Regions from separate parts of the Oryctolagus cuniculus genome. Here region 1 is linked to region 2. The links are chromatin contacts, called in public Micro-C maps. All regions are on one chromosome and are shown on one strand. The core of a region is the stretch at or near the end of the contact, and the rest is flanking DNA. Distances in the headings are between cores, read along the strand shown.

The links. Hi-C and Micro-C count contacts between places; a contact is called where the count stands out from the background.
Region 1: a contact with region 2 is called in a Micro-C map of ear pinna, with 11 times the contacts expected there. The contact joins the enhancer-like site here to the promoter of LOC100347619 in region 2. A contact is called at or near these places in 2 of 6 Hi-C or Micro-C datasets (ear pinna and an unstated tissue).

The regions. Positions count from the first base shown.
Region 1 is chr1:197,830,872-197,836,433 of mOryCun1.1, forward strand. LOC100347365 (protein SPATA31F1) reads right to left here. Exons shown (of 5, transcript XM_051844409.2): 5 at 2,681-5,562. The coding sequence ends at 2,797. Among named protein-coding and RNA genes, the nearest start is that of PHF24, 49 kb to the right of the region's middle. Within about 2 kb of position 1,405, at least 1 of the 8 cell types and tissues checked has an H3K27ac peak or open chromatin away from gene starts, as enhancers often do.
Region 2 is chr1:197,757,282-197,762,395 of mOryCun1.1, forward strand. LOC100347619 (protein SPATA31F1) reads right to left here and starts at 1,851. Exons shown (of 5, transcript XM_002707935.5): 1 at 1,604-1,851; 2 at 923-968; 3 at 349-409. The coding sequence starts at 1,798.

The DNA of each region.
Region 1 (5,562 bases), core at 155-2,654, 73 kb after region 2:
GTTCCAAATGCACCTGCTTCACACACACGTGCAGTCATTCCAGTCACCTTTGCATGTCTACCTGGGCTTTCATGCTGCCATGAACTCCTCAGGCCCTCATAGAAAGCTTCTGTGGTGACCTCCAGCTCTCTAGCTTTGGTTCTCTGTACGCTTACTCCCTACCCACAGCTGTGATCCCTTCCTAGGTCCTTATTTACCCACCCAGGTTTTGTTCACACTTATTTATAGAATAAATTTTCCTTCTCCTAATCCATGAAGCCTTCCCTCAATAATGCTGTCTTCTCTTTATCACCCACATATCAACCCTCTTGATTTAATTACCCTCATTCTCTTACCTCTATACTAACATATTCATTGCTTTAGTAATTCTTCCCTCTCTTACATTATCAGTTCATCCCTGTCAGCTGGACCTTTTCATCAACATCCAACATATTCTCTCATCTTTAAAAAAATCACTCTTTGGATTCCAAATTCCCTTCCAGCTATTTCTTTATTTTCCTTTCTTTCTGTGGAACAAAACTTGAAGAAATTATCACACAATCACCAATTGCTCGCTTTCTATTTTCTCTTCAATCTAGTCACAGCATCACCTCTGTTCCTGTGCCTATTCTTATGATGGTCCTCATTTTATGTGGCTGACTGACTATCTTCTCTGTTACAAAAAAGAAGAAGAGGACAAGGAGGAGGAGTGGGGGAGGAAGGAGAGGAGAGGATAAAGTATCCAAGCAAAAGTTAAATAAGTGCCTTTATAAAAAATTGGGGCTAGCATTGTGGTACAGTGGGTTAAGCTGCTGTCTATGACTCTAGCATCCCGTATGATACTGGTTTGAGTTTCAGCTATTCCAATTCTGATCCAGCTCCCTGGTAGTGTGCCTGGGAAAGCAGCAGAGGATGGTACAAGTACCTGGGCCCTTGACACCTATGTGGGAGACCCAGATGGAGTTATATTCTCTAGGCCAATTCAACCAGAAGTTTCCTTCCAAAGGGAAGAGGATGACCTAAATCTTTTACTCATACTTAATCTTCTGCTGAGTGGGGCAAGCATATCCTTGAGCTCTGCTGTTCTGTCATGGCCTCCTTAAAAGGTCAGGGGTTCTAGTTTTCCCTCCAGGGAAACCAGTGTTGCCCCACCCAGGTAACTGAAGAAGGAGAGACAGGGTCCACTGAGGCCTCCTCAAAGATTCAAGGGGATGTGAGTATGATGGGCACCATGAAAACATCTGACTGTGTGCTGAGGTTTATTGAGACTGCCTTTGATGGTGGATCACTCACCTAATGATGGTGATGCAGGTGGGAGTTCAGGCTGGACTGAACAGATGGCAAGAAAGAACTGTAAGAAATATCTTACATTATGCAAGAGGCCTCCTAAAGCAGAAATATAGGAGAGACTTCATATAGTCTGTGTGAGGAGGAATGTGGGCAGGAAATAGTTGGGCTTAAAGCTCTCAGCTTGCCTCTCAGCCTCCTCCTAGGATACTTTCATTTTATTCCAGCAGTTTCAGAGAATTGCACATAATATTTTCCTTAAAGATAAAGAGATAGTTCCCTGAAATAGAAAAATGTTTGGCATTCCCAGAGAAAGGCAAAGGGACCAGAGTCTCATCTGGTGGTTAGAGACTCACATGTCATTAAATTCTAGATTTTTGATCACTGTCTGTGGCTGGTTATAGAACACTACAAAAGACTTAAAGTCTTCTTTTGAAGTCAAGATGAATTGTTTGCATCTCAAAATGCAGTGGGTCATAATGAGGAAATGAATGGAAGAAGTGAAGAGATAGACTGAAGAATGGCAGGAACCAAGGACTAGAGCTGTCAGGCTTATGTGGTATGGTTTTTGGGAGTAAAGGAGTCATCCTCTTAACGGGAAGGTACCAGGAAAATCCTGGGAGGTCATTTAGCTCATTTAGTTTAGCACCATTGCTTATCATGAATACATATTCAGGAGTGAGAATGGTGGTGAGGTACTTGGCTGTTAGGTAGTATAGAAATAGGACACAGCAGCAGGGGTGTATCAGAGTTCCTGGAAGTAACTTGGAGGATTGAATAACCCTTTATGTTATTGGCTGTTTCTTAGAAGCTTCATTGTTCAACTTACTGCCGTTTATCACACTAATGGAAAACAAACACCACTTTGGTGTTTGCTGGCTTCTCCAAAGCACTTGGATTTTGGGTTTGTCTTCTAGCTATAGGTTTGTTTTAGTGTCAAGAAAAATAAATTTGCTCCCGTATCATGTCCTGGTCAAGAGCCTGTCAGTTTTTGTCCTAGGTACACAGACCTCCAAATACATGCTCATTTTCTTTACCTCTCCCTTGGAGTGGGGCCATTCCATTTCCTACTGTGGTCTTTCTTCCAGGAGGCATTAATTCCATACAGCTGAAAGCAGTATGGCAGTAGGCTGCAGCAGGCTCCTAGAAGGGTTTTCCTAAAGATCTTCCCCGTACCAGCAGGGAACATACAGGATGGAGTCTATCATTTTGTTTGGACATCTGTAAAATTACCTGTGTGTTATGGTTAAACACAAAAGAATCCCCCTCTAGAAGAGGTCACTATGAAAGTTATCAAAAATGACCCTTTTGAGCTGTGGGTTGAAGCTTTTCTCTAGGTGGGAAGGACTTTACAGCCTTTCTCGAGCATTCCCTTAGCAAAATACAGTGGAGACAAGGAGGAGACAGACAACCCTTGGCTTAGAGACATAGAGTATATTTTGGGTGGGGTTCTGCCCACCTGTGCCTTAATGGAAATGACAATAGCAGTCCTCCTCAAGGGATGTGGGGATTGGGGGCACCTATAGGTTCTTACTCCTTGTCTTCATGGGCAGACCAGTGTTTTGGTCTGAGGTAGGGCTGGGAGCTAAGAGTGTTCCCTGGTTGGGTGGCACGGGCCATTCGAGGACAGTGCCGAGGGCAGTGGCGGGGAAGGGCCGGGACTGAGGCAGAGCCCTGGTGTTGGGAGCGGAGCCGGAGCTTAGCGTCTGGGGAATGGGAAACCCTCAGGAAAGCCGAGCCCCCCAGCTTCTCCGTGGGGCATGACTGGGCCTTGGGGTGTCCTGCTGGCTTGTCCGTCTTAGTTCTCCTCTTGGGGCTTCTGGCTGGAGCCAGGCTCTTCTCAACATTCTCTTTTCTGCTTTTGGCCACTTTCTCAGCTGCAGAAAATGTGGATTCCAAACACCCTTTGCCTTTCGTCTTGGAGTTAAAAAAATACAGAAAGGATTTCATCTTATTTAACAAGCTGGCCTCTGGAGAGCTGGGCCTCTTGTGCGGGTGGGCTGGCTTCCCCTGCCCCTCAAAAAGCAGACTTAGCCACGTGTGGCCCTGCCAAGCTTTACCCTGAATTCGTTGGCCTCGGAGAGGCTGGCCGTGGGAAGCCTGCGCCAGCACAGGCTGGGCATTCTCAAGAGTCCTTGCTGGTTTGAGAACAACATTTAGCTTGGTGTGACTAGCTTGCAGGCCATCCTCTGATGCCTTCCCCCCAGAGACTCCTGGAGGCAGCTCTGGGGCCTTAAGCTGAGGGTGATTCTGGGGTCTGTGTTGACAGGGATCAGCAAAATGAAAGCTATGGCTCCGTCGCCAGGAGCCTCGAGGTGTCCTGTTCAGAGGCGTCCCTGCTGGCCTCTGGCCTTCAACAGAATGTCTTTCTTCTCTGGGTAAGGAGGGCCCAAGCCCTGCATCTCCTTCCCCATGGTCTCCTGCTCCTTTGAGTTTCCCTGAGTCCTCTCTCTTCTTAGGCATCATGGGGAGTGGGGCTGAGTCCTTGCTCTTGCCTAGGCTTTGGGGCTCAGAGCTCCAGGATTCCTCCAGGCTGGGGTTGTTCTCACTGGCCTCCACCTGAACACAAAGCACCTGGGTCTCCGTCGTGTCCCCGCTGGGCTGTGAGATCCTGGAAGCCCAGTGGGCAGAACCGTGAGGCGCTTCTTTGAAAGTAGGTTGCTTTTGGTTCTGCTGCATTGCCTTCAACTCAGTGGCCAGCTGCTCCTTAAAGAGGACCCATTCTGGTTCTAGGACAGGAAGAGTGCCTGGTGGGATGGGTGGTTCCTGGAGCAACGCGTTTTCTTGGTTGTTGAGATTCCCAAGAGACTCTTGGAGGTACATGTTCTCTGGATTTGTGGCAGTTTCTTCCCTGGACTCCCTCGCCCTGGCAGGAATTCCCAACTGTATCTCTAGGACCTTTTTTCTCAGGTGGAAGTTTAGTTTGGTCAAGATATGTGTCTTGATTGAGTAGGGGTTAGCAGGTTGTGGCTGGTTTTCTAGAAGCACCATCTCCATCATTTCTTCTTCCTGCTGTTCAATGTGGAGCTCCTCTGCAGTGTCTATACAAGTCTTGTTGTCATCTTGAAAGCATGGCTCAAGATCCAAACCTAGTTGTTGAAATGAAATCATCTGAGTCGGAGGCTCTGCTGGGATTTCGATAGGCCCAGAAACCACCTCTGTGATTATAGATTGGCTAGTGATGGCTGGGGACGTGGCCCTGGAGAGAGCCACATAATAAAGAGAAGGCAGCCCCGACAGGAAGGCCAGGTACTTGTGCCGTAAAGTTGTCTCCAGTTTCTCAATGACTTCCTCAGACAGGGCTTGGGGCAGCTTACGACGTCTGGGAACAGGCCGTGGTAGGGCCTGTTGCTGTGGCTCAAGCTCTATTGGCATCCAGGGTATGACTTCGTGATGTGGGTCAAGGTCAGTTGCTTCCTGCAGCTCCAGGGGCTGGACTTCTGGAATGCAGGAAAAGGGAACCACTGCCAGGCCCCCAGGAATCCTGCAGTTCCAGGAGCTATAGACACGCGCAGGAACCTTGCCCTGTTGGATCTGTGCACATTTGGAGTTGATGTGGCTGTGCAATATTGCCTTGGCCTGGGTGAACAAGTGTGGCATGGGGATTAATACTGGGGTCACAATGGGTGAGAGCAGGTCACTGGCCCTGTTGGTGTCTAGGGCTATGGTCTGGGGTGCACTCTCATCGGGTAGATCTTCGCTGCTCCAGGCCAGCGCCTGCTGGTCAGTGGAGGAAAGGAGTAATTGGTTGGACTGCTGGATCTTCTGGGGCAGACCCCAGCGGTGGTGAATCAGCTGCTTCTGGAGATGGAATTCCAACATTCTCCGGGCATTTTCTGGGAAGAAGAGCAGTTCCCTGGTGAGGACTGAGACAGGCTTTGCCGACCAGCAAGTTTTCAGAGGCTCTGGAGAGTGGGCTTTGTCACAGGACTCATACTGCTTGGGGCTCTGGGCATGCTGAGATTTCCAGAAGGCAGCTGGTAAGCCCCACTGAAGCTGGAGTTGCCTCTGCAGCAGGTGCCATTCCAAGGTTTCATACTCAGCCAGAGTCAGAAATGGGACGTTGAACTGAGCTTGTTGATGGTCAGATGGAGCCACCCAATTTGGGGAAGGTGGGGAAGAGGGTGCACATGACTGGGGTGGAGTTTTTGGCATCAGAGGGAGGAGAGAAAACTCCTTGAGGAGAAAAGGATCCTTCAAGGAGGGCTTAGACATGTTTTCATTCTCAGAGAGGCCTTGAGAACCCAAGAAAGTGGCAACCAGAGACTCACTATGCAGGGAAGGGAGGCCACAGAA
Region 2 (5,114 bases), core at 601-3,100:
AATGATGATTTCTTAATATGCAAAATCCATTCTCTGGACTGAACGACGTGTCTCATGTCTGAGTGCAGTCCCCTGTAGCATCCTTTATGAATTATGCACTAGACAAATCCCGAGTTCCAGAACTACTTTCGCCATAGCACTGAGTGCAATTGGGTGACCCTTCCCTCCTGAGACATGTCAACTCTACTCTGCCCAGGCAACCTTCTCATTAGTGAACCAGCCTGCACTGTGTGTGTCTCCCACCCAGCCATTATCCCTCTCCTCATCTCTGCCCCAGGCCAAGCCAAGATATCATCACAGGCCAGACTCAAAGTTGGGAGACCAAAAAGAGCAGGAGATGGAGATCACCTTTTCATGACTGAGATCAGCTCCCGCGGCTTCTCAGCTTCTTCCTGGGAAAGTCTTCTAGCTGAGGAACCAGGAAAGAGTTTTATGGACCATGGGAGAGTGTCAGGGTTATCCCAGAGGAAGCTAGAGACCTATGACTCAACCAGAGCAGACTGAAATACCCAACTATCAATGCTCTCAGGCATGTCCACATACAATCTAATCACAACTTGTGTTGTGGGCCTTTGCCCTGTGAGTGAGGTGAGATCATTGCTATTATACCCATTTTATGGAGAACAAGACTGAGAGATGGTGTGACTTCCACAGGATTGTAAAACTAGTAAATCAAATAGTTAAGGGCATCTGTTCTCTTTCCTCAATTCTTGATTCCCAGGGGAAAAACAGAGCATTGGGGAACATTCCCACGTTGTTATTTCCAACCCATGGAAGTCCTCTGTGGAAGTTGTCAGTTTGGTAAGTGGGAGCCTTCAGTGGTTAGAGCACTGACTCCTGGCACCAGGTGTCATGAAGGGACAGGAACCGTGGGTACTTCACCCACAGTAGAAGGGAGTCAGAGGAGAGAGGAAGACTTTACCTCTTGATGCTGCATCTCTGGCCCTTTGCCTGACTTTTCGGTGACGCTTAAAGACAAAAACATTAGAATGTGAAGCTGGGGCACCATTTCTGTTTTCATGTCCTAGATGAGACAACACTCATATAATCACTTCCCACTCCCTTTCTATATCTCTATCTGTATTTTATACCCTGTACAACATTTCCTTTCCCTATACTCCACTTTCTTTACCCCCACTTTTCCCTCCTCTGCATATTTCTGACATTCTCTTGGCTCTCTATTTTACATACTTCCTGTCCCTATGCCATGACAAGCTCTGTAGGGAGTTTAGGATGACCCAAGAGGAAAAGTGGAGCAAATTAACAGGTAAATGATTCTAACAGCAACAGAACTTCTGCTACGAAGTCTACAGGACAGAAAAGCATCTGCAGTGGGAGCCTGTTAAGATCCAGTGAGGTAGACCTCATAGCATCTAGCTGTTAACGGAAACCAAGTGGAAGGGTTCTCCACTTTTCTATTAGAATGTGTTGCAGGGAGGGCGGCCTGGCCAGGAACTCAGGACTCTGAGAAGAAAATTCCAAAGGTAACTGATCATATGGCATAAAATAGGGGTGAAGGTGGGAGTAATAAGGAGACACCCTGAGAACTTCAAGCTTCTTAACCGAGGCTTGCATTAGTTCCGCAGGGTCAGCGCTCCCCTACCTGGCAGCAGCTCCTTTTAGATTCCAATGTCAGTCCATGTTGACTCCTTTTCACTTGCCAGAGAAGTAGGATAAGGATGAAGATGGAGCCGTAGGTATACAAGGGATATCCAGCATCCCACAGAACAAAAGTAGGGTTCAACATGGTCTCAGCCTCATTAGCATGAGGAGACCAGGCACCCCCCTCTCTAGGCATCAGGGTCCTAGTGCTTAATGGTTCCCAATGCCAGGTCTTGGTCTTGTCATGTCCGCCTCACAGAGGGCAGAACCAGGCTCCCAGACTGCATCACAAAGCCCTCCTGCCTTGTAAGGCTGTGTCATAGGGAAGCTCATGTGGTGATTCGGTCTGTAGTTGAGGGTGTCTGGTTTTCTGTAAGGGTTACAGAGCGTGGAGTGAAGGTGCCACACCCACAAGCAGTGCCTGCTTCCCACCTTCTCTTCACCCTGCACCCCCTCCAGCAGCCTGATGGCTCAGTTCTCTCCTTTTCAGCAATGGTTACCTGTCCTCAGGAAACTGAGTGCTTTAGCACCTTTGTGAGAAAGAGTGTCTGGGACAGAGGAACCCCCATCAACTCTCCCTCCTGTTCTGGAAATACTCCTGAGTAGCACACAGCAGTTGGGGAGGGCAGGACTGGTAGTGACTTGCATATAGAAAGCTTTGATGTTTCTGGCAGTGAGTGATCAGAAAACATTAGTTCAAGAAGAGGGGACAGGGCTGATGTGGCAGGAAAAGGCCAAGGCCACTGTATCTACCCTGTGTGACCTTATGGATGGAAAGAGATTGTAAACGCTGCCTTCCATGGAAGAATGGTCCATGTGGTCCACTGCTGGTACTCTGTCCAAGGCTTGGTTTTCCAGAGCTGATGCTACCCAGGTCATAGCATTCTGTCTGCTTGGGGAGAAGAATGCCTGCAGAGATGGATTAGTGGCTACTTCCAACTACACCTCAAAAACTAGCTGCTATTTTTGATTGTATGTGTGCTGTTTGCCTGAGGAATTTTCGTATATCTTTATTTTTTTTTAATCTGAATTTTGGAAGCTATTAGGTAGGACAGATGTCTTCCAGTTCAGCCCAGGTTCCAGCGCTTCTGTATGCTGGCTCTTGGTTTAGATATGTATGTTGCCTGCTTGGCTGCTCTGGATACGTGATATGCCTCCACTACCCCCAGGATTTCTCAGTATCCTTGAGAGAGTTTCACCCTGATGATAGTGTTCTCTGGCCAAGAAATCCAAGGGGCAAAATGTCTTTAAAGGCTCTCTGGTCTTCCTCTAACTTTCAGTCTACCCAGCAAGTGGGGTGAGTACTTACATGAGCCAGTAGTGTCAGTGGGACAGAGACATCTGAACTATGTTGCCTTCTTGCTCTCAAGACACTTAAAAGTCATGGTGGGCATTTGGCATGGTTGTTAAGTCACCACTTGGGACACCCACATGCCATATTGGAGTGCCTGGGTTTGGCTTCTGACCAGCTTCCTTTTCATGTACAACATGGGAGTCTGCAGGTCACGGCTCAAGTACTTGGGTCCCTGCCACCTATTTGGGATACCCAGATTGAGTTTTGGGCTCCTGACTTTAGCCTGGCTCAGCTCTCGCTGTTGCAGGCATTTGGGAAGTGGACCAGTGGATAGGATGAAAATAGATGAACAAAAGTCTTAAAAGGGAAAAGAAATGGAACAAAAAAAAAATCTGTCTTAAGAAAGACACTTCAAAATCTAGTTTTGAGGTGGGTGTTGTGGCCACCATATAGGAGTGCCAGTTCAAGTCCCTGGCTACTCCACTTCTAATCCATCTCCTGGCTAATGGGCCTGGGAAACATTTGATGGTGGTTCAAGTACTTAAATCCCTGCCACTTATGTGGGAGATCCAGATGGAGTTCCTGGTTCTTAGCTTTGGCCTTGTCCAGCCCCAGCTGTTGTGGCCATTTGGGGAGTGAACCAGTAAATGGAAGATGTATTTCTCTCCCTTTCTCCCTCCCTCCCTCCTTCCTCTCCCCCTCTGTCACTCTGCCTATCAAATAAATAAGTAAGTAAATAAATAAATCTTTAAAAATTAGTTTCAAAATATGACTAATTCATCTAAAACAAGAGCCAACAATTTAAGAGAAATTGAATTACATATTCATTTGTGAGGCTCTGGTTACAAAAATCCCCTTTCAGAGGGCTGAGCTCATCAGAGAAGGTTTGTAGGTAGTTGGAACTGGGTCTAAAAGAGCAGACTGTGGGGAAAAGGACTGGTCCTGGTAAGAGATAAACTTAGTGATAAATAGAGAAACTAAGGATTGGGCATAGGCTTCATTTGGCAATAAGAAATCCAGGCTATCTCTTCTAGAGGTTCAGGTGGATGGACTGCAGAGGAACTGTGGGGGAATACTGGAGAGCAGGAATGAGACCATTTGATGAAAGCCTCTACACTTATTTTATTTCAAATACTGATAATTATTTTTAAAGTAGGCATACATATGATACAAATTCAAAAGTCAGAAGAAGGTAGTTTATCTCTTTCCCACCCTTGTCTTGCTACCTCTTAATTTTTTTTTTTTTTTGACAGGCAGAGTGGACAGTGAGAGAGAGAGACAGAGAGAAAGGTCTTCCTTTGCCATTGGTTCACCCTCCAATGGCCGCCGCGGCCGGCGCACCGCGCTGATCCGATGGCAGGAGCCAGGAGTCAGGTGCTTTTCCTGGTCTCCCATGGGGTGCAGGGCCCAAGCACCTGGGCCATCCTCCACTGCACTCCCTGGCCACAGCAGAGGGCTGGCCTGGAAGAGGGGCAACCGGGACAGAATCCGGCGCCCCGACCGGGACTAGAACCCGGTGTGCCGGCGCCGCTAGGCGGAGGATTAGCCTAGTGAGCCGCGGCGCCGGCCCCCTCTTAATTTTCTTCCTTGTATGTCTTTCAGAATTAATTTAGTCTAGAAAGTAGAAATAAATTGATGTATTTTATTCACAAATGGAAACATGAACTACATGATTTTCCCCTTTTCTCTTTCAATTAGTGATGGGAACATGTATTCTGTATCTTTACAGTCTTTTATTTTGGTAGAACCATAATGTAATTTATCTTCATTTCACATTCATGGATATTCATTGTAGAATCTTCCATTACCAGGTAATGCTGGCATGAATCTCACATGTCTGAGTCCTTGTACACAGGGATGAGGACACATGGAGGAGAAAGTCCCAAGCGCTGAAATGATGGATCAAAGTATGTGTGTATTTTACATCTTGATGTTGCTCAGTTGCCCACCAATTGTGCATATTTACACTCTTATCAAAATTATGAGGGGCTAGCACTGTGGCACAGCATGTTGAAGCCCTGGCCTGCAGCACTGGCAACCAATATGGGCGAAGGTTCGAGTCCCGGATGCTCCACTTCGGAGCCAGCTCCCTGCTTGCTAAATGCCCCTGGGAAAGCAGCAGAGGATGGCTCAAGTCTCCCCTGCACCCTTGTGGGAGACCTGGAAGAAGCTCCTGGCTCCCGGCTTTGGATCGGCTCAACTCCGGCCATTGTAGCCA